3 separate regions of the Mus musculus genome follow, and regions 2 and 3 are each linked to region 1. The links are chromatin contacts, called in public HiChIP or PLAC-seq and promoter capture Hi-C maps. All regions are on one chromosome and are shown on one strand. Each heading gives the region's core, a stretch centred on a gene start, on an enhancer-like site or on the middle of the called end of the contact. The rest is flanking DNA. Distances are from core to core; before and after follow the strand shown. Region 1 holds the start of Crabp1 (cellular retinoic acid binding protein I). Region 2 holds the start of Tmem266 (transmembrane protein 266). Region 3 holds the start of Nrg4 (neuregulin 4).

What was found. Promoter capture Hi-C pulls out the DNA fragments that hold promoters and counts their contacts. HiChIP or PLAC-seq counts read pairs in DNA pulled down with a chosen protein or histone mark.
Region 2: an H3K4me3 HiChIP or PLAC-seq map of embryonic stem cells shows a contact between it and region 1, with 4 times the contacts expected there. The contact joins the promoter of Tmem266 here to the promoter of Crabp1 in region 1. A contact is called at or near these places in 1 of 484 Hi-C or Micro-C datasets (the G1E-ER4 cell line), 3 of 115 datasets of contacts at active chromatin or transcription factors (astrocytes, embryonic limb bud and embryonic stem cells) and 2 of 9 other capture datasets (adipose tissue and liver).
Region 3: a contact with region 1 is called in a promoter capture Hi-C map of embryonic stem cells, with 2.1 times the contacts expected there. The contact joins the promoter of Nrg4 here to the promoter of Crabp1 in region 1. A contact is called at or near these places in 6 of 39 promoter capture datasets (the C10 cell line, cranial neural crest, embryonic stem cells and 3 more).

Annotation. Positions count from the first base shown.
Region 1 is chr9:54,762,787-54,766,563 of GRCm38.p6, reverse strand. Crabp1 (cellular retinoic acid binding protein I) reads right to left here and starts at 1,816. Exons shown (of 4, transcript NM_013496.3): 1 at 1,593-1,816; 2 at 903-1,081. The coding sequence starts at 1,662.
Region 2 is chr9:55,325,016-55,328,792 of GRCm38.p6, reverse strand. It overlaps Tmem266 (transmembrane protein 266), which reads right to left and starts at 1,880. Exons shown (of 11, transcript NM_172923.4): 1 at 1,793-1,880.
Region 3 is chr9:55,281,872-55,285,648 of GRCm38.p6, reverse strand. It overlaps Nrg4 (neuregulin 4), which reads left to right and starts at 2,024. Exons shown (of 8, transcript NM_032002.2): 1 at 2,024-2,152; 2 at 3,033-3,098. The coding sequence starts at 3,089.

The DNA of each region.
Region 1 (3,777 bases), core at 567-3,066:
CTAGAACTCCAGCGGATTATGATGGAGTATTCGGAGATCACCAGGTTTACGTGGAAACTGCAGGCTACCCTAGTCAGGGCTGCATAGCAAGCCCCAATTTCTCATAAATCAATCTCTCTCTCTCTCTCTCTCTCTCTCTCTCTCTCTCTCTCTCTCTCCCTTTCTCTCCTCTCTCTCCCTCCCTCCCTCTCTCTCCCCTTCTCTCCTCTCTCCTCTCCCTCCCACCTCCCTCCTCTCTCTCTCCCTCCTTCTCTTCCCTCCCCTCTCTCCCTACCCACCTCTTTCTGTCTGTTCTAAGTCCTTGAGGACTTAGAAAGGACATTTAGTACATTGTCTGAACTAGAACATGCGTTGCTTCTTTTACTTTTGGAAGAATCTCACCATTCCCTTAAAGACCTCGGTTGAACACGGAAGGGCAGGAAGAGGTGATGGGTGCGGGGTCCGGGGTGTGTGTGCATGCGCGCGCGCGCGCGCGCGGCGGGGACGGAGGGGGGGGGGATCCGGGCTGTGCAACTGGATCCGAATCCTTGCCCTACAGTCCAAGGACCCAGGGGGCGGGATGCTAAATCAGCCACTTCACCTATGACAGGTAAGTAGGCAGCTGCGCAGAACAGGAGGCAGCAGCGGTCCCAGGAACCTCTCTACCTATGCAGCCAGAGCTAGCGCTGAAGGCGCCGCTAGCGAGGCACTAACCAGGACCACACACCCACCCAGAGTTCAAAGCGCGCGCGCGCGCCTTTTGGCGCCCGGGTGATAGATAGTATGAGGGGAACCTCGGGTAGGGCTTTCTCCTGAGCCCAGGACCATCAGGTCACACAAACTTCCCGTGACACACCCTGCAGCGGGTCAAGGGTTTTAATGGGGGGGTACCCGGGAAGGAGGTGCGGTCTCTGGAGCCTCACCCTGCATTTGCGTCCGTCCACTGTCTCCTCCTCGAAGCCCTCTCCGACCTTGAAGTTGATCTCCGTGGTGCGCACAGTAGTGGATGTCTTGATGTAGAACTGATCCCCGTCTTGGCGGATCTCCACGTGCGGCTTAGACGCAGCCGCCACGGCCACCTTCCTCAGCATGGCGTTCACACCTGCGCAAGGAAGCATAGATTCGGGTCTCTGGTCCTCACCCACTGGTCTCCCCCAGACCTGTTTGGCACTTCCCAAATCCTCTGGCTTTAGACGGGGCTCTTAAATTAGTCCCACTTGTCTCTTTCCTCCCTTGGGTTTTAGAGAAGAAAACCCGAGGCTTAAAGTCGGCAAGCGGCTTTCCTGAGTTACCCAGGGCTTTCATGGCAAGATCTGGTCTTTTAAAAGCCCCAGTTTAAAGTCCCTGCTCTTCACTGTGATCTAGCACGAGATAAAGATGGGACCGTCGAGAAAGGCGCCAAATGTCCAGCAAACGTTAGTTGAACTCCCTGGGGCTGGAGCCCGCTCTCCTCTGCGACCTGGGTTTGGGGGGTGGGGGAACCTCAAAGGAAACAGAGATTCATCACTCCGTTGACTCCCTCCTGCCTGAACCTACCCAGGCCACCCTCTCTGGGACCCGGGCGCCTCGCAGCTGCTTCTAACAGACCGGACATACTCTCTGTACCAGCTTACCCAACGCCTTGAGGAGCTCGTCGAAATTCTCGCTGCTGCGCATCTTCCAGGTACCGGCGAAGTTGGGCATGGTGGCAGTGGTGTTGGCTGTAGCGGCGGCGCGAAGGCAGGGGCAGGCACCCACCTCTGCTGCGGAGCGGTCGCACGCTGCGTTGCAGAGAGACTGGCGTTCTGCGCCCAGCCGCAAGCGCCTTGAGTCGCTAGGGTAGCGCCCCCCCCCTTCTGGGGCCCCGCCCTCAAGTCCCGCCCCTGCCCTGCGTGCACGAGGGGCGGGGGGTGGCCCACGAGGGGTGAGCCCGACTCCCCGCCCTAAGGCGCCCCTCACCATTCCTCATCTTCTCAGCCACTAGTGATGCAACTTGGAACTTGCTCTCCCCTGGTGCCTCCTCCACCACGCCGCCCACATTCTGTTTTAAACTGGGTGGTAGGAGAGGGTTTAATGAAGCTAGGTCGGCCTGGAGGAGATACATGAGGCTAGCTAGGTAGTGGGGATTCAGGGGAACGCGACATTCTTTCTCTACTTTTGCCTATGTTTGAAAATATCTGTTAGTAGTAAGGCCATAGGCATGGAAGCCACTTTCTTTCCACCCATACTTTCTGGCTGCCACTAGCCGGTCGAATTTGCTCTGTTCGGCTTTTCAGTTAGCATATGGAGGACCAATTAGAGTGGCGGGAAAGGCCCAGCCCCTACCCTTGCTTATCCCGGGCATGGAGGCACGGAGGTACCAAGGCAGGTTCAAACGGGTGCTGGAAACCAAGCCTCTCATGCAGGTTTTCTGCTTAAGTTAGAAGGGAGCCCAGACCAACACCGTCCCTTTGTTGTTGCCTAAGGGACGGAACAAGCAAAATGCAGGGAAATGCGGCAGCTTATTTTGTAAAATTGCGGGTTTGAGCTCTGCAGTCCTACTGGGAAGGCCTAGCAAGAAAGCCTAGCTCCTGCCTTTGCTCTAACAGATCTGAAAATCAACGCCAGAGCCCAGAGTCTCCACTAAGGAGTGTACACACAGGTCCCTGTGCCTTACCAGCTTTCAGACCTCAACATTTCCTTGCAGCCTCTTTCCACTGTTTCACCATTGCTACACCTCAGCCAAACTGCCCAATTCAGGATCTTAGAACCTGCCACGGGTGGCTCCATATCAGCCGTTGACCATGCTGCTCGAGGTCCCCAAAGGTCACTTTTCCTTCATGGGCTGAAAAAAAAAAAAGCTTGCCCACTCCTCATGACACAGGTGTTGTAAAATTCTGTTTAGGTCCTAAGCAGATTACTTTCCTCGGAATTGACAGGATTCCTTCTGGTCCAGTCTTCCCTGTGAAAATAGGCCATTTAGAGCTCAGCGATCAAAGTTGATCAATGCACCCTCATTTCCTCAGGCTCAGCCAGGTGGGGCTCAGAAGTGAATCGATTCTCAAAAGATGCAGATGTTCTGAAGCCTAGAGGTGATTGTGGGGTGAGGATTCCCCGAGGACCTGGGGTTGGTTCATGCTGAATGCTGCTAACAGAAGAGGGCCTCTGTACTTCTAGAAGGGACTGCAATTGGTCTTCTGCCCAGGGGCCCTGAGAAGCCATCTAAGACAGATGAAGACAAGAGAGTGGAGAGGGGCCATCATGGGCTGGGAAAGGGTGTGTGGGGACAACAACTTCTTACATGTGCCATCTGTGCCCACATGGGGCCGTATGCTTAGAAGAAGTTGGTAACTGAATTGGAAAACAGAAAGCAGCTCTGGTGTGGACATCTTGAAGTATTTCATGTATTTACTTTCATGTCTTTATGTATTATGTGTGGTATGTGCAGGTGCACATGTCTGAGGTCTCTACCCACTCTTCACCATACTCTTGGAGACAGGTTCTCACTGAATCATCAACTGAGCAAGACTGTTTGGCCAGCAAGCCCCGATGCTGGCCGATTGATCCCACGTCCACCTCCCCGGTGCATGCCTGTATTTTCATGTGGTTGCTTGGGATCAGAACGCAGGTCTTCGTATTTGGACACTTTCTCATCGGAGCTTCTCCCAAGCCCTCCGTCTTGAAATGTTTAATCTTTGAAAAGATTATATACCTGTATATACCTTGTGCTCTGGGATCTACAAGCTAGGTATCCTGTCTCTACAGCAATGGGGCCAAAGGAGGGGTGTCATGAAGCTAATTCAGGCCTCCACCTCCATTTGATACTTCTGGCTAGCAAGG
Region 2 (3,777 bases), core at 631-3,130, 560 kb before region 1:
GGAGTCATTTACCCCCTCATAGCACCCACAAGTGTGACAAGACAGTGGAGTGACGACCAGCAGTGACAACAAGAGATGGTGCTCAAACAGGTAGGGCAGGGCGAGGGTGTGAAGAGTACGCCAGCACCCACATGATCTGTAGGTACTTTGTGGGTTTAAACTGAACATAATTGATTATGTGAGGTAGTTTTAATGCAGGATGCCTTGGACCCTGTGTTTAAAAATAGGCTCAGTGTCACCACAAAAGAAATTACACGCGGTGCCACTCATGAACACCAGTTTCTCATCTTGGAAAGCCACAAAATTGGTACGGGATCTGTGAAATGGAAAATTGCATCAGGGCCTATGCGCTCACACGTGAACCCGATCTTAATGAAAAGACGGATGGGGTAGCAACACTGAAGTTGAATGCTGAGCCCCCAGCGTCCTGCAATCTGCAATCGGGTGTGATGCAGATGAACTGGATCTTTACCCTGCTCCTGACTGAGCGACCTTGGGTAAGTCAGTTAACCCCTTAAGTGCCAGCTTCTTCATCTCCAACACAGAGATGACAGCCTTGCAGTGAAGACCCAAGGAAATGAGCCACAAATGGCGTTTAGCTCAGCACTGGGTCCCTACAAGTACATCTCCTGGTTTAATGTGGTACCACAGTCCAGCTGCTGGACCCCCACAGCTTGCGAGTCATTTTCATTTTGTGCTTCCGGCTCTTTCTGTTCTTTTCACTATATTATTCCTGGGGGAGGGCCATAGGGAGCAGTTACATACAGTCCACTTTCCCCACTCTTCTTCACAGCCAAGTTAAAGCTAGGGAAATAGATAATATACCCTGAAGAGAAACCCAGTGCTTAGAATATGGTGATGTATGTATATGGAATATAAGTAAATCATATTTCAGTCTAAACTATATAATGGAAAAAATGAGAATTTATTTCAAAAGAAAGAATTGGCAGGCAACACATTTAAAGAGGATAGAATGGGGTCTTACGGACCTCATTATTTCAGTATTGGTGACTATGAAACAGAATGGAGTATGGGGTCTGACTTCCAACAGGTGGCTAGCTTTAATCGGCTTCAGATGCAAAACCGCGATGAGTCTGAGTAAGCAAGACTCAGATGCTCAATTCAAGGCCTCCTATTAACAATTTAGAAAGAATTTCTTTCCTGGGTTTAAACCTCCCTGGCAAGTTAGCAAGCAGGGAACTGTCTGCACCTGTCCTCGGAACAGTACGCCAGGCTGACATGAAACCCTCCATCCTTTCCAGACCGTCCATCCTGCCGCTGGGGCACCTAGCGACAAACCGGGGAAGCCCACTAGGAAGTGGTCACGACCAGCAAAGCCACAAACCCCTAGGGTGTGGGATTTCCACCTCTACACCACGTCTGAAAACCGAAAATAGGCGTCCACTTGCTATACTGCAATGGGATTCCCCTTAGAAGCAAACCTCCCGCACCCCCAGCTTTCATGTTTTATTAATAAATGCAAGATGGCACACAGAGGCAAAGAATAGGAGGGAAGGCATCCGCAGCTGGACCCGAACCAGGACAGTTTGCAAAAATAAATAAGAAGCATGTGACAAGCAGATCCCCAGTCTGGATCTGAAGACCCCGTGCTCCCCAGAGGATGGTCGTCCGGCTCCCCAGCCCGGGACATGAAGGTCAGCTGCAGGATCCTAGTCCTCCAGGGCAGTCACCCTGCAAACCACGATCCGGCCCCTACCTTTGCCTCCCTCACCCGCCCGCCCGGGCCACAGCCGGGGAAGCCCCGGCGGCTGCCGGCTGCAAGAACACGTACCTGCTGCCGGAGCTCAGGATTCGCTCTGCTCTGCAGCGCCGGGCCCGCGCTCCCGCTCCCGGGGCTCCCCTCTCCGCCCCCCCACCCCCCCGCCCCCTCGCGGCCCCGCCGCTCCCTCCGCCCCTCCGCCCACCCCGCTCGAGCGCGCGCGCACGCGCTTTCGGGACGGCGGCTCTCCCGGGCCCGCGCCTGCGCTCTCGCTGCCCGCTCCCGCTCCCGCTCGCGCGTTCCGGAGGCTGCAGAGGGGCCGCGCGGCTGTCTAGGAAACTGCGACCAGCGGGGGCCGCGTGTGGGCAGTCACCCCCGGCGAAGGGCAAGCGGGCCTCGTGGCGCGGGTGACAGGGGGCAGGAGCTCGAAGCGGAGGCTGGCTGGTGCGGCCGAGGGCGGGCGGGCGCCTGCGGTCCCACGGTACCGCCCTGGGTGCGTTTTCACACACTGTGCTGTGAGTAGCGGCGCGCAGTGTCCTCCGAGGTTTCTGCCTGCCGCCCCTGGTGTGTGCATTGCCCCAAGGAGCCTTTGAAGGCATTGCCCACCCCTCGGTGGTCCCCATCACATTCTCACGTGACAGATACACTGTGCGTGTTGGTCATGTATTGTAAATGAAGAGTTTTCTGCCCTTGAAGCGCCTGTCCCGATTGAGAATGCCTAGAGTAGACAGAGTGACTGAGCAATCTGGGGGTTTAAAAAAAAAAAAAAAAAGCCTCACGTGTGAAAAGGAAAAAAAAAAAAAGCTTACTGCTGTGAACAGTTTTTAAAAACAGTTTTTTAAAAATAGCCGCTTTCCTTTGGGGTTTTGGCCTTCTTATGTTAGATACTTTAAAGATCGGAAACCCTTCTTTCTCTAGGGCACAAAGTTCCTGAGTGACTTTGGGGTTCTCCCCCATTGGCTTCCCCTCCAGAATAATCACTATTTGGTTAGGTTCACGTGGCCTTCAGGAACGCCTGCGACTTTCTTGCCTTCTCTTCCACTAGCAAAACGGTAGAAATTAGAATTGAAAGCTTTAAAACCCAGACCATACATAGAACCGCCTGAAGGGCTCGGATCGGTTTTTTAATAGATACAGAAATGTCTAGACAAGGAATGTACATGGAAAAGTATGTCTTTGTTTAGTCCTCACCTACCAACATTTCTTAACCATCTGTAATGTCTAATTTCGGGGGGCAGGGGGTCCTTGGAGAAAACAGTTGTAGAAGTTATTTGGCTTGACAGGATTTCCCCCTACTGGTTCTAGGCATAAATAGACTGGAAAGTAGAAATGCTGTCCTCCCTCCATACTACCTCCCCGTGACCCCCCATTTAGTAGAACTACACTTAAGTTTCCTTAAGGGCTTTGAACAGCATTCATGACAGTGTTTCGCTGGTTAGCCATCTGGCAAAACATTGAGATACAAAGATTTCCTGAATTAGACTCCAATAACAAGCACAAACAATAATCCCTGGAATTAATGAGATTGCATGAAACTAATCACTCCCCACCCCTACCCCATGTGCCAGAAAATCAAGAGGGAGGAGACAGACTACCCTACCGAATGGGAGACATTGTTGGAAAGAAAGAAAAGAAAGAAAAAAGAAAGAAAACTCTCTCTCTCTCTCTCTCTCTCTCTCTCTCTCTCTCTCTCTCTCTCTGTGTGTGTGTGTGTGTGTGTTGTTAGTGGCTGAATCCACTCCAAGAGTTGTCTCCACTAGATTAGCCTGTAGACATAGATTGATGTTGAAGGGTCCAGCTGTGCCTTCCCACACTGTGGGCGGTGCCACCATTGGGTAGGTGGTCCTCCTTACTATAAGAAAGCAGGCTATTCAAGCTAGCAAGCAGTGTTCTCCCACTGCCTCTGCATCAGGTCTTGGCTTTGCTCAATGATGGACTCTAAACTGTAAGTCAAAGAAAGGCTAATTAAAGAAAACTCTAATTAAATATTAAGAGTAGTGCAAGTATTTTCAGGGAGAAAAATTAGACTACATCCATTTATCCAGAAACTTTGTATT
Region 3 (3,777 bases), core at 775-3,274, 520 kb before region 1:
CACATCAAAGAGTATGAGCTAAGCTCTTCATCTTGTGGTATCTAGAAAACACAGGATGGGTCAGGGTCCTAGTATCCTAGTTTAAGGGCCCATCTCAAAAGACCCAACACCCTCCACTAGGTCACACCTCCTAAAAGCTCCACTACCTCCCAGAAGTGCCTTCAGATAGGAACCAAACTGTTCAACACGTGTGCTTTAGGTGTGAGCACACTTAAGATCCAAACCACAGAGATGAGTCAGTGAAAGAGTTTACTTAGTTACTTGTTCTGTTTTTCATCCAGTGTCCAACAGTAGGGGGCATTTGTTTAAAAGGTATCCACTGCTTAGTACACTTGTTCACAGTTAAATGGAGAAATTTTCTTAAGTACCAAGGCTTTCGTTCAGTGAAATGCTAGCTTGAAAATCTTTTCATTTTTTTTTTTAAATTTAGAATCACGTATATCTGGGTAGCACACATCTACAAACCCAACATTTGGAAAACTAAGGCAGAAGGACTATAAACTTCAGGCAAGCCTGGGCTACACATAAAGACTGTCTTTTCTTTTTTATTGGATATTTACTTTATTTACATTTTAAATGTTATCCCCTTTACCAGTTTCCTCCCAAACCCCTATTTCATCCCCCCTTCCTCTACTTCTATGAGGGTGCTTACCCACCCACTCACTCCTGCCTCCCCACCCTGGCATTCCCCTACACTGGGCACCTAGCTTTCACAGGACCAAGGGCCTCTCCTCCCAGTGATGCCCAACAAGGCCACCTCTGCTACCTCTGCAGCTGGAGCTATGGGTCCTTCAAGACTCTGTCTTAAATAATAAAATAAGGAATCACATAGCTCCCCCGGTTTTTAATTTCTCATGTATAAAAAACAGTACAAATCATCATAACATGTCTCTTAATAAATGCATCTTGAATGGCTTAAGTTCACATGATCCCCATGTGCAGTTTAGTGTTCATTTCTATATTAATTGGCAGCATAATAGTTTCCTAGTTCAAATAAAATAAATAAAGGTTATTTTTATCATCTTATTTTCAGTCTCAAATACTGTGTGCTAAAATAACTTATGTACATATGTATATATACACATATATTATGCATATATGTGCTAACTATATCTATAGAATTTCATTTGATGTGGGAGATAATATGAGCAATGAAAATAAATCTATAGTCAAAAGCATGTTTTACACACACACACACACACACACACACACACACATATATATATATGTATATATATATATACACACACACACACATATTTGTTTGAATTGTGATTTTTGGAAAATAAAACCATCTAAATGCTTAGTATACTTTTATCTAAAGGGGAAACCCATATTTCATTTAAACAGATTTACATGTTAACATTTTAAAACATGACTTTTAGAACTTAACTTTTCTTAGTGTATATGAGGCTGAGGGATCTTCTCAGAAGGGGAGAAGGAATGATTCTAAGAGCCAGAGGTAATGGGTGACTCCAAGGAGAGTCGTTTCCCAGACACGACAGAACTTACACAGGCGCGCTTAAGAGAGCTGTGTCACAGGTCTCCTGAGAACTTCTATCATCAGATCCACTAGCTGCATCGCTAGAGGTGCCACGATAAATGTGAGCTCCGTTTCAACTATTGCTTCGTTCAGTCTGATAAGTTCAAGTCATTATTTGTATATTTTACTTACTCTATAAGAGAAATTATTTTGTAAACTCTGTGGTGCATTAGTTTCACACCAATGCTGTTTTTCCACATACTTACCTAACACATATCAGTTACCAAGACATGCAGAGATAAGTAAGGGCTCTAAAGAACGTGGCTTATTTCATAACTTTGAAACTTGGACCGCGCTTTAGGGGTGCCACCTACCGCAGCTCCTTTTCTTAGTGAAATCCTACCCGTTTGCGGTTTGGAAATGTGTGGGCGTGACTCCCTTGGCTGCTCCTGACCTCTGTGTGGGCGTGGTTCCCCTGGCTGCTTGCGACCTCTGCTCACACCTTGGTCTGCCTTGACCTCGCCCACACTGAAGTGACATAAATCCGATTTTTGACACGTTGTAAAGTTCGAGTCACAGTTGCTGAAGTCCTCAGTGTTCAAACACTTGTGAAACGCTGCATGTCTAGCAAAATTTTCTTTTTTTATGGGAATATAAATTTCTGTTGAGGTAAGCCCTGTTTATTTGGGGAAAAAGGAGAAAAAAAAAATGAGCCAGTGATTATACATTTACTGTGCGCGCTCTCCCTCTCCCCTCTCTCCCCTCTCTCCCCTCTCTCCCCTCTCTCCCCTCTCCTCACCTCTTTCTCCTCTCTCTGCTTGTCTGTAAAAGAGATTGCCTTTAGAAGACTTTAATTTTGAATGTTCTTATATGAAGTGGTAGATTGAACTTTCATTATAGTATTTGTACTATGACAAGAGCTTGCAATCCCAATGTAAGGCTAAATCCTTCATCTGCTCTTAATGCCTTTGTTTGTTACAGTAGCAAACTTCTCTCATAAGTGTGTCTCATTTACTGCCTTGCCAAATCTCAGACACCATTTTAAGGAAGGGCGTTTGTCAATTGATTGGCAGGCAGACTATGTAGCTTCTGCCTACCAAACGTGGACACGCACTTGTGCAGGTTCTGAAGCTGTAACCGAAGTGCTTAAATCCTTTTTTGAGGTTTTTCTATAGAGTGGCCATTTTCAACAAGTTGAAAATTTGGGAGGTCATGGGTTCGTTGTGGAAATTAGGTTTCTGCGGGCTACGTGGTTTAAAAGCACAGATGTCGCTGGAGGTGGCTCAGTTGAGCGTGTGTCTGCACGTCTCCATGGTGTTCTCAACCAAGACGCTATGCCACCGTTCTCACCCAACACTACCCTTTTAATGTCGATCTTCTTTTTATCTGTTCATGTTTCAGCATTGTCTGTATGTCTAAGATGCTCGAATACTGCCATGTGTGTTTTATTTTCAACATTTTAGAGTTTTGCTAATGGAACATTTGGCGCATTATAATGTCCTCCAAACAGGATAACCTCCCTTAAAATATAAATTTTAAATTATTTTAGGTGCTGATTTTCAACCTTAATTCTTCCATCAAGAATGAAACTATTTAAAAATTAAGATGCCAACAGGTAATTTCTTGTAAGTTCATACTTCTTGTCTATGTGTGAGTTTATTTAGTAAGAAAATGACCAATGTATATTAATATAAAGCTATATTGTTTCCCATGCAAAGCCTTCCAAAAACATTAGTTTAGCTTTAAAAGACCTATATAACATAAATCTATTTTATTTTTTATTTTTGTTTTATTGGGTTTTTTCTTCTTACAAAGTGACAGATTCTAGCTTTCTATCTGATATCAACTTCTCAAATTCTAAGTGAATGAAATCAGAATAAAATTAGCATAAGAGGTAGTAATTCAGGTTAGGTGAGTAATGTTAGAAGTTGGTTTATTAAGACATGGCTTTGTATAAAAAAGAAAAGGGAATCTGAAAAAAAAAAACGTTTGAACCAGTTCATTTTTGTTTCTGTAACACTACATTCTTTGTAGTGTTTTTTCTTCTTCTTCGGTATTATATACCTTTTTTTTGATACATTCATAGTCGCAACCTGAAATTCTTGTTTCTAAAGTAAAAGGAAAATTTAAACTTTTCAAATTCAGACTGGAGATTTCTAGCTCCTTGCAATTATATGTTGATAGGTATCAATATTTTAGAAGTCAAAATACTAGCAAGTTTGTTTTTTTTTTTAACAGCATATTGTTTTTTAATGCCAAGTTGATGTCAAAAGGAAATACTGCCATTTTCTTCT